Linked DNA regions of Hordeum vulgare: region 2 is linked to region 1. Evidence: chromatin contacts called from public Hi-C data. All regions are on one chromosome and are shown on one strand. Each heading gives the region's core, a stretch centred on a gene start, on an enhancer-like site or on the middle of the called end of the contact. The rest is flanking DNA. Distances are from core to core; before and after follow the strand shown. Region 1 has its middle 140 kb from the start of LOC123408434. Region 2 has its middle 42 kb from the start of LOC123412236.

Region 1 (7,434 bases), core at 2,410-4,909:
ACTGTAATTAGTAAATCTTATGTAGCTTCCGAGTTACTTATTCCTCGTCCACCCCTTCGGCCTCGACTGTCACGTCCACCACGACTGCCACGACCACCTCTTGCTACCGCTGTCGCAACCGTCGATGTGGAAGCACCGTCTTTGTTCAGGTCGGGGCAATATTTCATCATATGTCCATAAGCCGCGCAGAGCAAACATTGTCTGGTTGCTCCACCAGCTTCAGATTGGTCCATATCGTTTCGGACGCGCTTTACCTTCGTCTGCCCCTGCTAGTTCGTCAAAGTTCAGGATCCGGTATGTATACTCTCTCACCATCAATAACCTTTTGAAATTGTCGACGACACTAAACCCTGTCATCTCACATGTCCACGCATTGAGTACTGCCTCTTTTGAATAGTACGGAGACACGAAGGAGATACTGTCTAACTCAATCTGGCCACAGGCAGCCAACACATGTGAGCAAGGAAGGTGCAACAACGCCGGTTTGTTGCATGTACACTCGCAAGTTGGATAAAATTCCGTTCCAATGTTAACCTTATGCGTCTTCACCTCATCTGCAGAACCAAAACCATCAGTAGGAAGCTGAACCTCATACCTCCTTTCCTGATTACCTATGAGCGTGACAGTGTGCTTTTTTGCTTTCTTTATCTTCTGATCCATGTACTCCATGACACGACTACAATAAGGTCTGTTCTGATTATCTGCAATATGGTTCTTCGCTAACTCGCGTCTTTCTCTGAAATATCTCAAAGTTCCGTGGAATACACCCTCCACAATAGCTGTCAGTGGCAATGCTCTATTCCCTCTGAGTACAAAGTTATACACCTCTACAAGATTGGTTGTCATGTGGCCATACCTGGCTCCATGGGTATCATGCAGCAAAGACCAATTAACTGGAGGCTCTTTCTCTATCCATTCAGAAATATTCTTTATTGCCCTGCCCTTCTTTCTCTTCGTATTAGGAGGGTCAATTGCTGGCAAGTCACAAAGACCTACTGGCTCTTCTAGCTCCGCAATGAGTGCTGTTAATTTAACCTGGTCTTTTTCCATTTCCTTCCTAGCAAGGACCTGCTTCTTAGTAAACTCATCTAGTTTTGACCAAATAAATTCGTATTTGCGCTGCTGGTTCTGCTTGCATAACTTTTTGAACAAGTTCATCACCCGTCTGTTCTTGAACTGTGAGAAAAAAATTGCACCTAGATGGCGCATGCACCACCGGCTTTGCAAGTCCTTCCAAGGTGTTGGATCGTCAGCTCTTGGATTACTTAGTGTCTTCACGACCTTTAATATACCAGGATGTCTGTCATGAATGACACACACGTTTGGTCGGTCCTTCACAATAGCAATTTTAACTTGCCGGAAGAACCATACCCAGCTCAGAAAGTTCTCGCCCTCCATAAATGCATGGCTAGTGGGATGATTCGGTTGTTCCCGTCCACACCAATAGCAGTAAGGATTTTCCCTTTGTACTGACCAGTCAGGAATGTACCATCCACAAACATCAGGGGAGGACAATGTCGGAAAGCTTCGATGCACAAACCGAAAGAGAAGAATACTCGTTTCAACACCTTGTAATCTGGTATAATCTCCAACCTCGTGTGTTGTATGTTAACATAAGTGCCGGGATTCCTCTCCTTCAGTATGTCAAGGAGACGGACAACATTATCATATGACTCGAAGAACGTCCCAAACCTTTCCTCCATAGCCTTCTGCTTAGCCCTCCAAGCCTTCCCATACGGAATGTCCTAATTCCATCTGACCTTCACTTCTTTCTGGATATGTTTTGCTTCCATATCTTTCTTCTCAACTATCTCAGTATACATGAGTTGCACTATGAGAGTTGAACTCAGGTTTGGATGACGAACCAACAGATTTTTCCTCACACAATTATGTGGGACCACATTGGTGACAACCCAGTGGATGTTATACTTTGGCACGTGCCCGTGCACCTTCGCAGGACAACCTGTTTCAACACAATTCGCGGTATATTTTTTTGGAGTCGATATGTGTGTCCGGAAAACCCTCTGCTTAGACATAGCCCACATTATCACTGCATACTTCAATTTTTTCTTTGTGTCAAACATAGCCCCGATCTGGACTTGGTTCAGATTATATTGCCATGGTCTCTCGCCATCGTTGACAGTAATGCCATCAGGCATGTCCTTATCCCATCCGGAAGGAATCAGTACATGCACTTCATCCTCAGAATTTTCAGAATCCACATCCTCCGTAAACCCATCCTCGTTCTCTTCCTCCATCACCCTCTGCATTTCATCGGCTTCCTCATCCCCATTAGCAACACCAGAGCCAGCTAATAATATCGACTGAATACTCTGCCCAGTCTCATTGTGTGGCACATAATTTGACTCTTTCTCCGCTTGGCTAGTATCCACATCCGGTGGCTGTGACCCGGATACATGACTACCATGTCATGGTTCATACCCCACGTTGACTTGTACGAAATTCTCCTGACACGAAGGAGGAGAATTTCGTAATAAATAGTCAAATTTATTACGTACATTACCAAAGTCACGTTAACTTGCTAAGATCAACCCCTAACATTACCAGGGTCGTAATAAATAGTCAAATTTATAGATTCAGACATTTTCACCTGTCAGACATTGCGAGCTTGTCATTATTCGCAACGAACAAATTTACACTAAATAAACCAACACTAAAAAGAACCTAAAGTAAAAAATCGGTATACCTTCCACGCGTGTGTCCCCTTCTTCTTCCTCTCCACCTTCTTCTTCATCTGCACCACACCACTTCCTCACCTCACCATCCACAACTCCACCATCGAAAGCTACCGCATCACACAAAATGAGACCATAGGCCGGTGAAGATGGGTAGGATCTATTGATTCCGTGGATTGAATACGAAAATGGGCGGAGGATTGAGGAGATCGGGGGGGGGGGGGGGCAAAGTGCTGGAAAAAACGAGAGAGAAAAGAGAAACCAGATAAAACAGGAAATGAGGAGGAAGAAGGGGCCACCGGGGGCTATCCAGGGGCACTTCGGCCTCCTCGAGGCCGACAGCCCCACTTCGGCCACCTGCAGGTCGACAACCCCCCATCGGCCACCTGCAGGCCGACAACTCCCCCAACGGCCACCCCCAGACCGACGGGGTGCTATTTTTGCCATTTTTTAAAATGCATACGTTATTTTCAAATTTATTACAAATTTCGTATTAGTTTTGAAAAAAAAACGACCAACGCCCCCCCCCCCTCCTAATGATCGATAAAGCTTAGGAGGTTGTTCTACAAAAAATCCGGTTATGTCGTCGCGGAATGTATCACATTTTTCTGAAATCCACAAGCTGGTCATACGAGTCATGACTGAGTGCGTACTTACTCTCCATCATCTCTTCAATGTATGAACTGTACCTCCCCGCGAAATAAAAGAGTAAGAACTCTAGCCATAAAATGTCAAGGCCTTTGCTATAACCCAGCAATTAGTACTTCTGGGCATCGATGCATGGCTCTCCACTAAGCACTGCCGATCACCTCCAGATGTGAAATAGACAAAGCCACAAAGGGCAGAAGGATGAACTAACTACTAGACGTGAAAACAGATTATTGCAGAACAGACAAGATCAACTGTCAATTCTGCTATTTAAGGTGCATATCCAGCTCATTGATGCTGATATTATAGCTTGGAAGAAGGTCGCTGTCATTGCAGTGGGTCACTAGTCTGATCAACAACATCGCCCAATAAGGGCTATCAAGACAGCAACTAGAATCCGTTTCAAAAAAAAAAAAAAAAAAGACAGCGACTGGAACCAATGGAGTGGGTTTCAATGCACGACATATGGAAAATGTGGCAACCTTGGAACATCGATCAGTTTTGAAATATAAAGATCAATGAGTACTGCTATTAAACATGTGTATGGTGTCCTGGCTAATGACTATAAAAAGGCAAAACAAATACTATTATACTAAATGATCATTTATAAGATCCTTAAAAACCTTTCAATCCTGCAGGCTTGTTCCTCCTTTATTGGGATTCATTGAATACCACCGTATTTGAATAACAAAGCCGGTTTGGTTGATACTGATGTCCTTTATTAGGCACCACGGCACCTCTGCATTAGTGAGATGAAGGCTAGCAGCACCCGTACACCACTAGCAGCAGCATTCAGTGGTTCAGGCGAGTTGGTTACTATAGAGAACACGGAGTTACCTCGCCTGTAGCTAGGGTTTAGTACTCGTCAGTACTTCGACGGTCTAGTACTTAGTACGTAGTACGCGCGCGGCCGTGCATGCACGCACGCAGGATCGGATTCAAAAAAAATTAGGGCTCATCCGTCGGACGTTGCTCGGGCAGTCTAATCCACAGTGACTTTGTGAGGCCGTGCATGCATCTCATTAAGAACAGGGGAGGCGACTGTATCTCTCTTTCCCCCCTTTCATTTCGTCGCTGAAACCTGCAGGGGATCTGGCGGACGACTTGAATTACTTAGCAACATTGAAGCCTATCATATCATATGGATGTGGTGTAAATGCACGCCATTTACGAAGATCAAATGCACATTTATTTCCGGGGAGAGTTAATTCCGCTGGTTCATCATCGCACAACAAGCTACTGGGTCTGGGAGAGTGGGAGTTGTTTGCTGCTCGGAATGCAAGACAAGCCTCCTCTGTTTTTTCTTCTTGTTCTCGTTTTCAAGGGTAGGGGAGGAGGGAGAAAAGAAAGAGACATCAAGGAGATCTATAGGTGAAGGTTTGGAGGTGGAAGGACGCAAAGCCTGAATGACGTGCCATGTGGAAAAACGCCGTCCACATCGACCCATATCTAACGACTAAAGTGTTTCAAAAATGGTGATCTAAACCGTGGTAGGCCATCTTCAACGCTGACCCGCAAAAGTATCTGGTATATGTTGTCCGCACCTGGTCCACGGACATGATAAAAAAGAAAGCAATCCAGCACTAATTACAAAGTATCCGAAAAATAGATGAAGACCATGCATGTGATGGGTTATTATTGTGTGATATACCATTGGAAAGAAAGAGAAAAAAAAACCATACATGTGCGGAGAGATAGAAGGGAAAATGACCATGTGGAGCCTTTTGGTTGGTCAAATGGATGTCCGGACTCTTATACATCCCCCTACTTTTGTCTCCATTTTACCGGAAAGCGGACATTCAGACCATTTCGTGAACTGATGCAGGATCATGCTGGATTACAAAGTAAACAAAAGTCTACAAAGGAAGTAATTAGAAGATGGTTAAGTGAATCAATAAAAGGGATATACATAAATGTATAGTAAAAAGAAGTGCTAAGTTCAAGTCCTGTTGTTCAATATAAATAAAAGTTTTCCTCCAGTTCAAGTCTATTTTACAATGCAGTGTATAGGGCATCTTCAACGCCGACCCTAAAACTGCACGTATACATTTGGACCATAAGAGTCATCCAATACAGTTCTGTATCAATCCATTTGACGGTCCACACGCACTTTCATCCGCAAAGTGGAGACAAAGATGGAGGGGGAGGGGGAGGGGGAGGGGGGAGTTCCGACATCATCCACTTTGGGCTTCGAACCCCATGCCCGTTAATTTCGCTCTCCTTGTTCCAGATTTTCACCCCATCACTTCTCCCCCTTACTTTACATCAGCACCCACTATCTTCATCGCCGCCGATGTTCCTCTCCAGCTGCCACACATGCATCGTCGGACGTTCGTAACCAACATTGATGTGCCCACTTGCCTTTTAAGACCGCGTTGTCCACCTTAATGTTTGTTCCTAGGTACACTCCACCACCTTGTCAACTACGTCCATGGCAGCCACCATGCCCGACAGGTGTTCGGCCAAATGTCATTTAGCTTAATTTCGGATGCCATGTCATTTTGTGGAGTAATAAGGATGTCTAGGTACTAGACCATGGAGGATGAGTTGTTGTTCAATGCGTAGTTTGTCGTACCCGCAGAGGCATGAGAAGAAGGGGTACCTTCTGGTAGCAAATGCAGGAATCATGAATGTTTCACGCATGAAAGCACATTGCGGCCTACAATATGCACATCATACATGATCACAATGTGAGGTCGTTATCATATCGATGATACGCCATCCAGGCCATCGTCACCAAGTTTTGTTACATCGTTGCTCAAGTGGTGCCATTGCACGCGGTAAAGGAGGAGATCCTAAGTTTTGTTTCTTCTTCCTCAACTTGTTGATTGAATCATCCATTCGCTCATTGTTTCTCTACACATTGTGTATCCCGCACATGTTGCCATGATGTACCACACGAAAGAGGGACGACCATTTACATACACATATTGTTGGATGAAGCTGAAGGAGCAGTATATATGGGATGACATGATCCGTTATTTGAAAAACTTGTTGGACATCAAATTTGAGACATTGTTGTACTAGATTTATTATTTTCATGTTATGTATGGGTGATTTGTGCTACTCCCTCCGTCTCGTAATGTACTAGTGTAAAAAAACATCTTATATTACGGGACGGAGTGGTATTTTTCTATAGGCACATTTTTGTACACATCTAATACATTTTGGTAATACACATTTCACATTTTTCAGATATAAGGTCAATCTTTTTTTGAATACTTGGTCAATATTTTTTAAATACACATTTAACATTTTTTTAATACATGGTCAATTTTTATACACATTTTTTATACATTTTTGTATACATAATAAACATTTTCTATATACACATTTAACATTTTTAAATGCTTAGACAACATTTTTCAGATATTTTCGTAGAGAGTTTTTGTAATATATATATTTATAAAATTTAAATTATAGAAAAAGAAAAATAAGGAAAAAAGCGAAAACAAAAAACATAAAAAAGACAGAGAAAAAATGAGCTTGTGGCCTCCAGCGCACATGGAGTGGACCACCTCGTTCTACCCTTTAACGAGGGTTCCGTAGGTCTTGCTGGAAGCGAGACATGGAGATGCCCTGTACATACCCCATTGACCAAGAATACGAAAGGGGTTTGCAAGATCTTCGTCTATACTAATCTATGCAAACTTGGCAATACGAGAACTTCTCCCATCCCTCCAAGCCTAGAACCTAACTGAGTTGTCAAGAAACTAGGTGATCTTCCCGCGGGTTATTGCAGGATTGTAAAGATAAATTATGGATAAAGATTATATGAACGGAATGACCCAAGTAAAAACGCTATTATTTTTGGATTTAGTTGTGCATGAACAAAGAGTATGCATGTACGCTGGACTATTGGAGATTGAACAATTAAATTGGGGTATGGATGTGCTACAAAATAATTTATGTGAATAATGGTATGGTTGATTTGATGATGTGGAGGGCCGCATGTTGAGAGAATTAGATTTAGTGGGATAACAAAGAGTATGCATGTATGCTAGACCATTGAAGATGTAACAATTAAACAGAAGTATGCATGTGCTACAAAAATACATCAGCTCGAGCAAGATGAGGGTACAATGTTGGA
Region 2 (7,853 bases), core at 1,322-3,821, 390 kb after region 1:
TCTAGCTCTTCGTTATGCATATTTTTAACCATTATTCAATTATTTTTTGATTTACTGTTTCATTAGCCCATATCCATGCTTGCCTTGAGAAGTAATAATGTACTTCTCTATTTCATATTCATAATTTGATAGATTGTAAGTTCCTTTGTGTTACTCGTGTACCTTGTTATCTTGTCTGTTTTCATCTCATCAAGATAGAACCTTGTTGTGTTTTGTCAATTTGTAGGTACTGGGAGCTGATAGTCACGACACATGAAGCACAAGCGAGAGCATTTGAGGAGATACATATGAAGCAACACAAAGACTTGGAAGCTGTGAAGAAGAGCCATCAAAACAAGAATGGAGCATGGCAAAACAAGAAACAAGAGACATATAACTTGATTGGTTGATTGGTTTTCTCTTAAGGGCCCAAGTAACTCAACAAGGAACTCAACAATCCTAGTCCAAACCTGATAGTGCATGAAGGCCATCCTTTTGTGATGGAAAGATAGTTGTTGAATCATACTCCCTCTGTACCAAAATAATTACAACTACAATTATTTTGATACAAAGAGAGTACATTGCAATCATCGGGACAACACATGTGGTCTTTAGTTATCTAGTTCTTCCCAACTACAATTATTTTGGTACAGAGGGAGTACATTGCAATCATCGGGACAACACATGTGGTCTTTAATTATCTAAACGTTACTTCTCAACTTTGTCTATTGTTGTATCAAACTTGTGATTAAGTGTTACTTTTTATTGTCATTTTAAGAGGATGATTTGGCTAAGACGATTGAATATATAAAATGATGCGTCTTCCATTTCAATTTATGACGTGATTTGGACTCTAACTTATTTATATAAGGTGATGTGATTTGAATTAAATACTTATTCTCATATGCATTTGGAATAAAGTGAATTTGTTAAATTTAATGTAATTTCAATTCAAAATAAATTACATACATTTTGATTGTGGCATCTTCATCAATAAGGAAATTAACAACTCTATTGACATGGCAGGAAGTCACTAACGTTGCTTTGTCACTCAATATGGTACAATATGGCATATTTTCTCGTGACGTGTGATATTAATCGACTGTCACATAGATGACGTTCTAAAGAACATGACCGGAGGTCCCATTTTTAGTGACACTTTTTGCGTGTGCCATCACTAGGAGTAATTTGTGATGGGATTTCCTGATGATACTTGTGATGCCTAGAAAACGTCACTCAAGGGTAATTTGTGACGTTATTAGCTTTTGACATTTTTTTTGTCTCGACACAACAGGCCCGATCTTTTGTAGTGACAACTCATGCATGCCCGTAAGCTGTTGAGCAAATGCGGACCCTACTGTGTTGGTCATATAGGCGGTCCTTCCGATTTTTGCTAGGCTGCATTTTGTTTTTTTCCTTCACCCTTTTTTCATGATTTGTTTTGTTTTCCTTTTAAAATTTAAAAATATTTCTTCAAATTCAATACACAATCTGAATTCTTGAACATTTTAAAAAATAAATGCTTTCTTCATTCTTTGAACATTTTTTTACAAATCTGTCATGATATTTTCATATTCAATGATATTTATAAAAAATATAGTCATTGTTTAAATTCACAAATATTTTTAAAATTTACAAACATTTTGGAAATACACAAAGAAATTCAAATTGCTGAATGTTTTTTAAAAGTTTTTCTAATAGAATCTGGGCTAATAATGTCATGGGGAACCCACGATTCGACGAGGCGCTTACATGATGTGTCCACTTGGAGGAGAAAACTTTGGAGCTCTCTTAAACCTCTATTCCTAAGGAGCTTCGCAATTGTAAGGATGTTCCAAAACGAATGGGAAAATGCATAATATCTCAATCCAAAGTTCCAAACGACCGCAGAAAATGATGCTTCCGGAGTACTGTTCGGACGGTGTCCACGCCTGGTTTACAGGGGAACTAGAGGCCATGCCGACCGGGACGTTGCCATCCCGGATTGGGTGTTTTGGGAAGCGGATTCAGCGGGGCTCGGTTTGGCTTTGCGGGATGCGACAGCCGCTGCAGTGGGCAGGGGAGGCAAAGGAGATCAGCGTTCTTGCCATTCCCAGCCGCCCATCCCTGTTCTTCCAAGATCCGTCTCCGATTTGGTAAAAAGACATGGACGCTGGGTAAATGTCATTTGGCCACATTGCCAGAAGGAACGCGTGCCTTTGCAACGGTGTACTGTGCTCAGCGTAAACCCGAGCCATGGCGCTTGCTCGGAATGGTAAGGGAATCTTGGCACCTCTTCCCAGATCGCACAAGCTGATGCAGAACGGTTAACGTGCCACAGCATGGTAAAGAAGAAACGATGGCTCTTTACGCCCACATTTTTTTCGTCCGAACAAAATGAAACGTCCACTGCCGCCAATCACAGATAGCTCATGATATACGAGGAATAAATTAGTAACGCGTGATGGATACGTTGCTCAAATTCACAGCTCACAGCAGCAGTCAGTCAGCAGCATCAGGAACAGTGGATCGGAGACCTAGCCCTGACCTGGTCACCTGACCTTGACCGCTCGGTGCGGGCATGCTCAGGTCGGGCCAGTCCAAGGGGAATGTCAAGCTTTGCACCATCTTCACGTAAGCGGGGTAGGACCACCTGTCACAGCACGGTTCCGAGAGTACTCGAGCACACCTGGCTTGGGCCGCTGCCGCGGAAGCGCGCGGCTGGGGCCAGCCAGCCACCGCGGAAGGGAAGCCAGCGAGCCCGCCGGCGTGGAGGCGCTGCTGCCTTCGGTTACTAAACTACTTACTGAGACTAACTTCACGTACGGTATGTAACTTGATTACGCATCTAACTTTACAAACCGAATACAACTAGTACTACCATCACGTAGACACCTAGCTGATTGGGACTTGATACATGAGACATGACTAGTAAAAGGCTCGTGCGTTGCAACTGATATGCAATCTAATATCAGACTTGTGAAAACTATAAATATTATAATAAAATATTTTCATCATAAATATACTTGATGGGACTTTGTAATTTATGTTTTCACATGTTATTTAAATTTTAAGAAGTTCTACATTATCAATATATTAGAGCATCTATAGTCGGACTGGGTAGATCCACCCTCTATACGTCCGGAGGCGTCCGACCAGTGACCGGACGTGTCCCCTATTTATTTGTCCGTGCAACCAAATTTCTTATTTTCTTCCTCACATGTGCTGCTAGTTACACGTTATTGATGAAGAGAAAGGGTGAGAAAGAAAAGAATGAATAAAGAAAAGGAAAATATGATCGGGGGTGCGGTAGTGTCTTGTGTGACGGATTGATCGTGCGTCTCCGCAAGCCCTCATATCTTTCCTATATTTGTCCTTAATATAAGGATTCGCCGACAGCGCGGACAAAAAGGGATGATATGAGAAAACTTATTGGATCACTTTTTTCCTTCTCTTTCTTATCCAGTCACGGGGCCGTATGAGAGGTCGTTTGAGGCGTCCGGTTGTAGTAGCGTCGGCAGTGGAAGAAGTAGAGTAAGTCGTCGATCTGAGTTTCAGCTTCGAGCAGGTTCCGGGAGGCCGCAAGGGGTTGGGCGGTCAAGCTGGTGGTGAGATAGATTTGATGGCACGATCTGGTTCACTTGCATGTCGTCAAGCGTGTCATCGTCGTGGCCATTACCATCGCAAAACATGACGGCCATCCAAAACAAACGAAGCGACGGAGCTGTTCTAGCTTCTTTTTCAGCGTTGGACCATGATGGCGTAGTCGCAGGCGTCGGCCCGTTGTACCGCCCGCTGCAACAGATCGTCTGATATTTAGGTGGCAATGAAAGAAGAATGGCTACCTCTGCTTGATCAACCTATAGAAGCACACCTTACGGTATGGATATAACATGTTAGATTTGGAGTTAGGATTTAAAAGATATGAATGTTTTAAAAGCATTTGAATTTACACAAAAAATGAAGCAATAGGAAAGGAAAAACAAGCTGGCACTGGAGTCGAACTCAGGTCTCCTAGTGGTGCATCAAGCCGTCGGTGCATCTGCCACTCGGCTAGGTACATGACTGTGCTGAAACAGAGGTGGCGCTTTATATATACCAGATTAAACAAACCGTTTTTCGTTTTCTTCACTTAAAAAGGGAGTGCGGGTTGAATACATCAAACTTCAGGGACTTTTTTGCAAAACCGTCATGACGGACGGCAGAAGCATTGTGCGCTTTATTATTAGAGGAGATTATTGCCAACAATCTTTCCTTAATCTTGATTGGTTGATGATTCACTCGTCCACTCATCCCTTCGCATCACGACAAGCCAAATTGTCGGCTTGATTATTCGCGACAATCTTCCCTTCAATTTTGACTTGCGAATTTACATACCACCTTAGATATCTTTTGAACTATCCAGCCTCGCTAGCCACTATCGGCCAATTTCATCATGTATCCTAGTGAGATACATGTCAGCTCATTATAAATCACACCATCATGTGCATTACACCATGCACTCCGACCTTATGTAGAGACATGGACTTATTAAAAAGACACGTCTTCACTGGTTTACCATCCTTATATACTTAACTTGATCCTCTCATCAATACACACAGACGAGTTGGATGCACTTCATCTTTAACAGATCATCACATACAGTAGCACTTGGCAACTACTCCCTTCGTTCCTAAATATAAGTCTTTTAAGCAACTTCACTAGAGGTCTACATACGGAACAAAACGATTGAATGTATGCTTTAAAGTATGTCTATATACATCCGTATGTAGTCTAATAGTAAAACCTCTAAAAAGACTTATATTTAGGAACGGAGGGAGTATGTAACAAGCTACCCGTCACCTAGCAGGTTTCTGTTTTGTTATGAAGGAGCGATCTAGCTAAAGGAAATGAGGTGATCTTCCACTGGTTTTTTCGGTTTTGTTTTTTCCTTCTTTTTTCACCGGTTTCTGTTCATTTCTTTTTTGTTTTTACATTTTTTCCCTTTATTTCTATCTCCTTTTTGGTTTGCCTTTTTATTTGTTTCTCTATTTTTCTATGGTTTTATTTGTTTCCTTCTCAGTTTTTACTAGCTTTTTCTTCTTTTCCATATATTTTCTTCATTTTTTCCTCGGTATTGTTTGCTTCTTTTCTTCATCAGTTATCTTTTGTTTTCTCTATGGGTTTTAATATTTTCTACACACATTTTTGATATATGTATAATACACATTTAAATTTCTTCAAATACTAAATTAACATTTGTTGAATGCATGATCAACATTTTTCTATACATATTTTCCATATAGCAATTTTTTTAATATACAGACAAATCTTTTTGTATACACATTGAATATTTTTCTGGAAGCTTGATTAACATTTCGAATTACAAGTTTAATATTTTTCTAGTATATGGTCAACATTTTTATATAAATATTTCACATTTTTCAAGGACAGGATTAACGTATTTTTATTGCATGGTAAACAATATTTCCATACACATTTAAAAAAAATCTAAAGCAGGTTTAACATTATTTGAATACATGGTCAACATACTTACTTTACGCATTTAACATTTTTCAAATACAAATTTAACATTTTTAATACATGGTCACCATTTTTATATACATGCTTAACATTTTTCAAAGATAAGTTTACTATTTTTTAAATACATGGTCAACATTTTTTCTATACACATTTAACAATTTTTGTATTCAAGTTTAACTTTTTTAATACATGGTATAAAAATTAATATACAAATTTAATAGTTTTCAAATACAAATTTAATATTATTTGAACACTTGTTCAACATTTGTTTTCAAATTCTTAGAGTAGCATCTTTTAAATACATGGTCTACATTTTTCTATACACATTGCATGTTGTATATTTTTTTGTATACATGAGAAACAAATTTTCTATACATATTTTCTGAAACTTTTTATGTAATTTTATTTATTATAAAATATATGGAAATATAAATACTTTTTTAGGGAAATAAATAAAGTAAAATAAATCCAAAAACAAAACAGAAAGTGTAAAAGGGAGAATATCGCCAACGACCTGTGGTCAATGGCGCGATGGCCGGCCCAGTATGGAGCTCGCCTTCAGTGGGACGTTCTCTCGTCTCGTTGTAGGCGAGACAATCAGCGGCCACATCCCAATCGTCAGCACGAATGAGGCACAATGTTTGGTCTAGGTCCGTCCGCTCAGTTGGGAGCTAGAGTGTTGTCGAACATGATTTGAGGAAGAGGTGAGACCACACCTACTATCCTGTAGTGGGATAAGAAGGAAACGCACAATATGTAGCGATGGGCCGACCCATTCATTGGTTTTTAAGTGTTTTTGAAAATTTGAGTTTCACATATTAAAATTAATAGAAATATTCAAAAAAGTTTTTCAAATAAGAGAATATTGTAGAAATAAAAGAAATTGATCAGGTGCATGCTTATAAATGATCATCCTATATATGTAATCTTTAACGAGTAGTGTAGAAGTGTTCATATTTTGGCATGTACTAAAAGATATCCTGTTCACTTTGAAAAATGTTCATTGTGTAGTATCCGGAAAATGTTCACTGTGTACGTAAAGCATATTTGTAATATGTACATAAAAAAATTGAAAAGAATATTTATCATGCATGTGTGTTCAAATATAGAGGTATTCTCAAAACTTGTAAAAAGAGATAAACATATACACCCAGAAAAATTGTAAAAGTGGCAACACAGATTTAGGAAAATAAATGAATAAAACAATGAGAAAGTAAATAAATAACAAAAATAAAAAAAGAACAAAATAGCACATGAACTGGGTGAAAACTTGATATATACAACCACCTGCAAAACAAACCCCCAAGAAATGCCCTGACGACAAATGCTAAGAATGACTGGAGCATTGTTCCTGGGAAGAGTCAGCCAAACTCGGATGGCCCATCTTGCCCTATAGGAACCCAGGTATTGAAGTGATCTTCCTAAAAAAAGGTATAGCAGTGGTCAAAGTTTTTCAATGTAACACATGTAAAAGGTATTTTTTAAGTGTGTACATTGTTTTTGAAGGATGTAAATACTTTTTAAACGCGAACAATTGGTGGGACATCATTTGTTTCCGCACAGTAGTTTGTTTTTAAAAACGCAAAGAAATTTAAAAAACAATGAAGATTTGTACATTTTTCGAAAACATGAACATTTTAAAAGTTTAAGACGCTTTGTAATTGATTTTTTATGTGGCCCTACTCCTTCTCTTTTTTTCTTGCTAAACCTTCAGTAAAACGTGAGGCGCTGGGGTCCGGTCTTGCGATAATTTCCTTCAGAAAAGGAAGCTCGTAGCTAGTTTCAATATGGACATCCAGGTCCCGTTATTGGATATTGACCGGAGAGTGTCTCGGTCATGTCTACATAGTTCTCGAACCCGCAGGGTCTGCACGCTTAAGGTTCATTGACATTTCGGTATAGATGAATTATTGATGTTGGTAACCGAATGTTGTTCAGAGTCCCGGATGACATCCTCGACGTCATGAGGGTTTCTGGAATGGTCCGGAGACGAAGATTGATATATAGAAAGTATCCATTTGGCTTCCGGAAGGTTTTCAGGCATTACCGGTAAAGTACTCGGAGTGACGAAGTTTCGAAGTTCCACCGGGAGGGACCACCCACCCGGGAAGGAACCAAACAGGCCCAAGGGTGGTGCCCCAGCCCCTCGTGGGCTGGTGGACAGCCCAAGGTGGCGTATTCGGCCGAAGGGAACAAGGAAAGGAGGGTGGGGCCAAACCGAATTGGGGAAGGGGACTCCTCCTCCAAACCATATTGGAGGAAGAGCACTCCTCCTCTCCTTGCGTCGTCCGAACCTTAGGGCTTGTCCCTAGGGCGCCACCCTCCCCTCCCTCCTATATATAGTGGAGGTGAGAGAAGCTTTTTCCACCTCA

Evidence for each region. A called contact is a pair of places that touch in the nucleus more often than the background predicts.
Region 2: a Hi-C map of leaf shows a contact between it and region 1, with 1.7 times the contacts expected there. The contact joins two enhancer-like sites. A contact is called at or near these places in 3 of 6 Hi-C or Micro-C datasets (leaf and seedling).

Annotation. Positions count from the first base shown.
Region 1 is chr7H:74,392,737-74,400,170 of MorexV3_pseudomolecules_assembly, forward strand. No RefSeq gene overlaps it. Among protein-coding and RNA genes, the nearest start is that of LOC123408434, 140 kb to the right of the region's middle. Within about 2 kb of position 3,660, at least 1 of the 3 cell types and tissues checked has open chromatin away from gene starts, as enhancers often do. A contact at or near this core is called in leaf, where this site is marked.
Region 2 is chr7H:74,784,375-74,792,227 of MorexV3_pseudomolecules_assembly, forward strand. No RefSeq gene overlaps it. Among protein-coding and RNA genes, the nearest start is that of LOC123412236, 42 kb to the right of the region's middle. Within about 2 kb of position 2,572, at least 3 of the 3 cell types and tissues checked have open chromatin away from gene starts, as enhancers often do. A contact at or near this core is called in leaf, where this site is marked.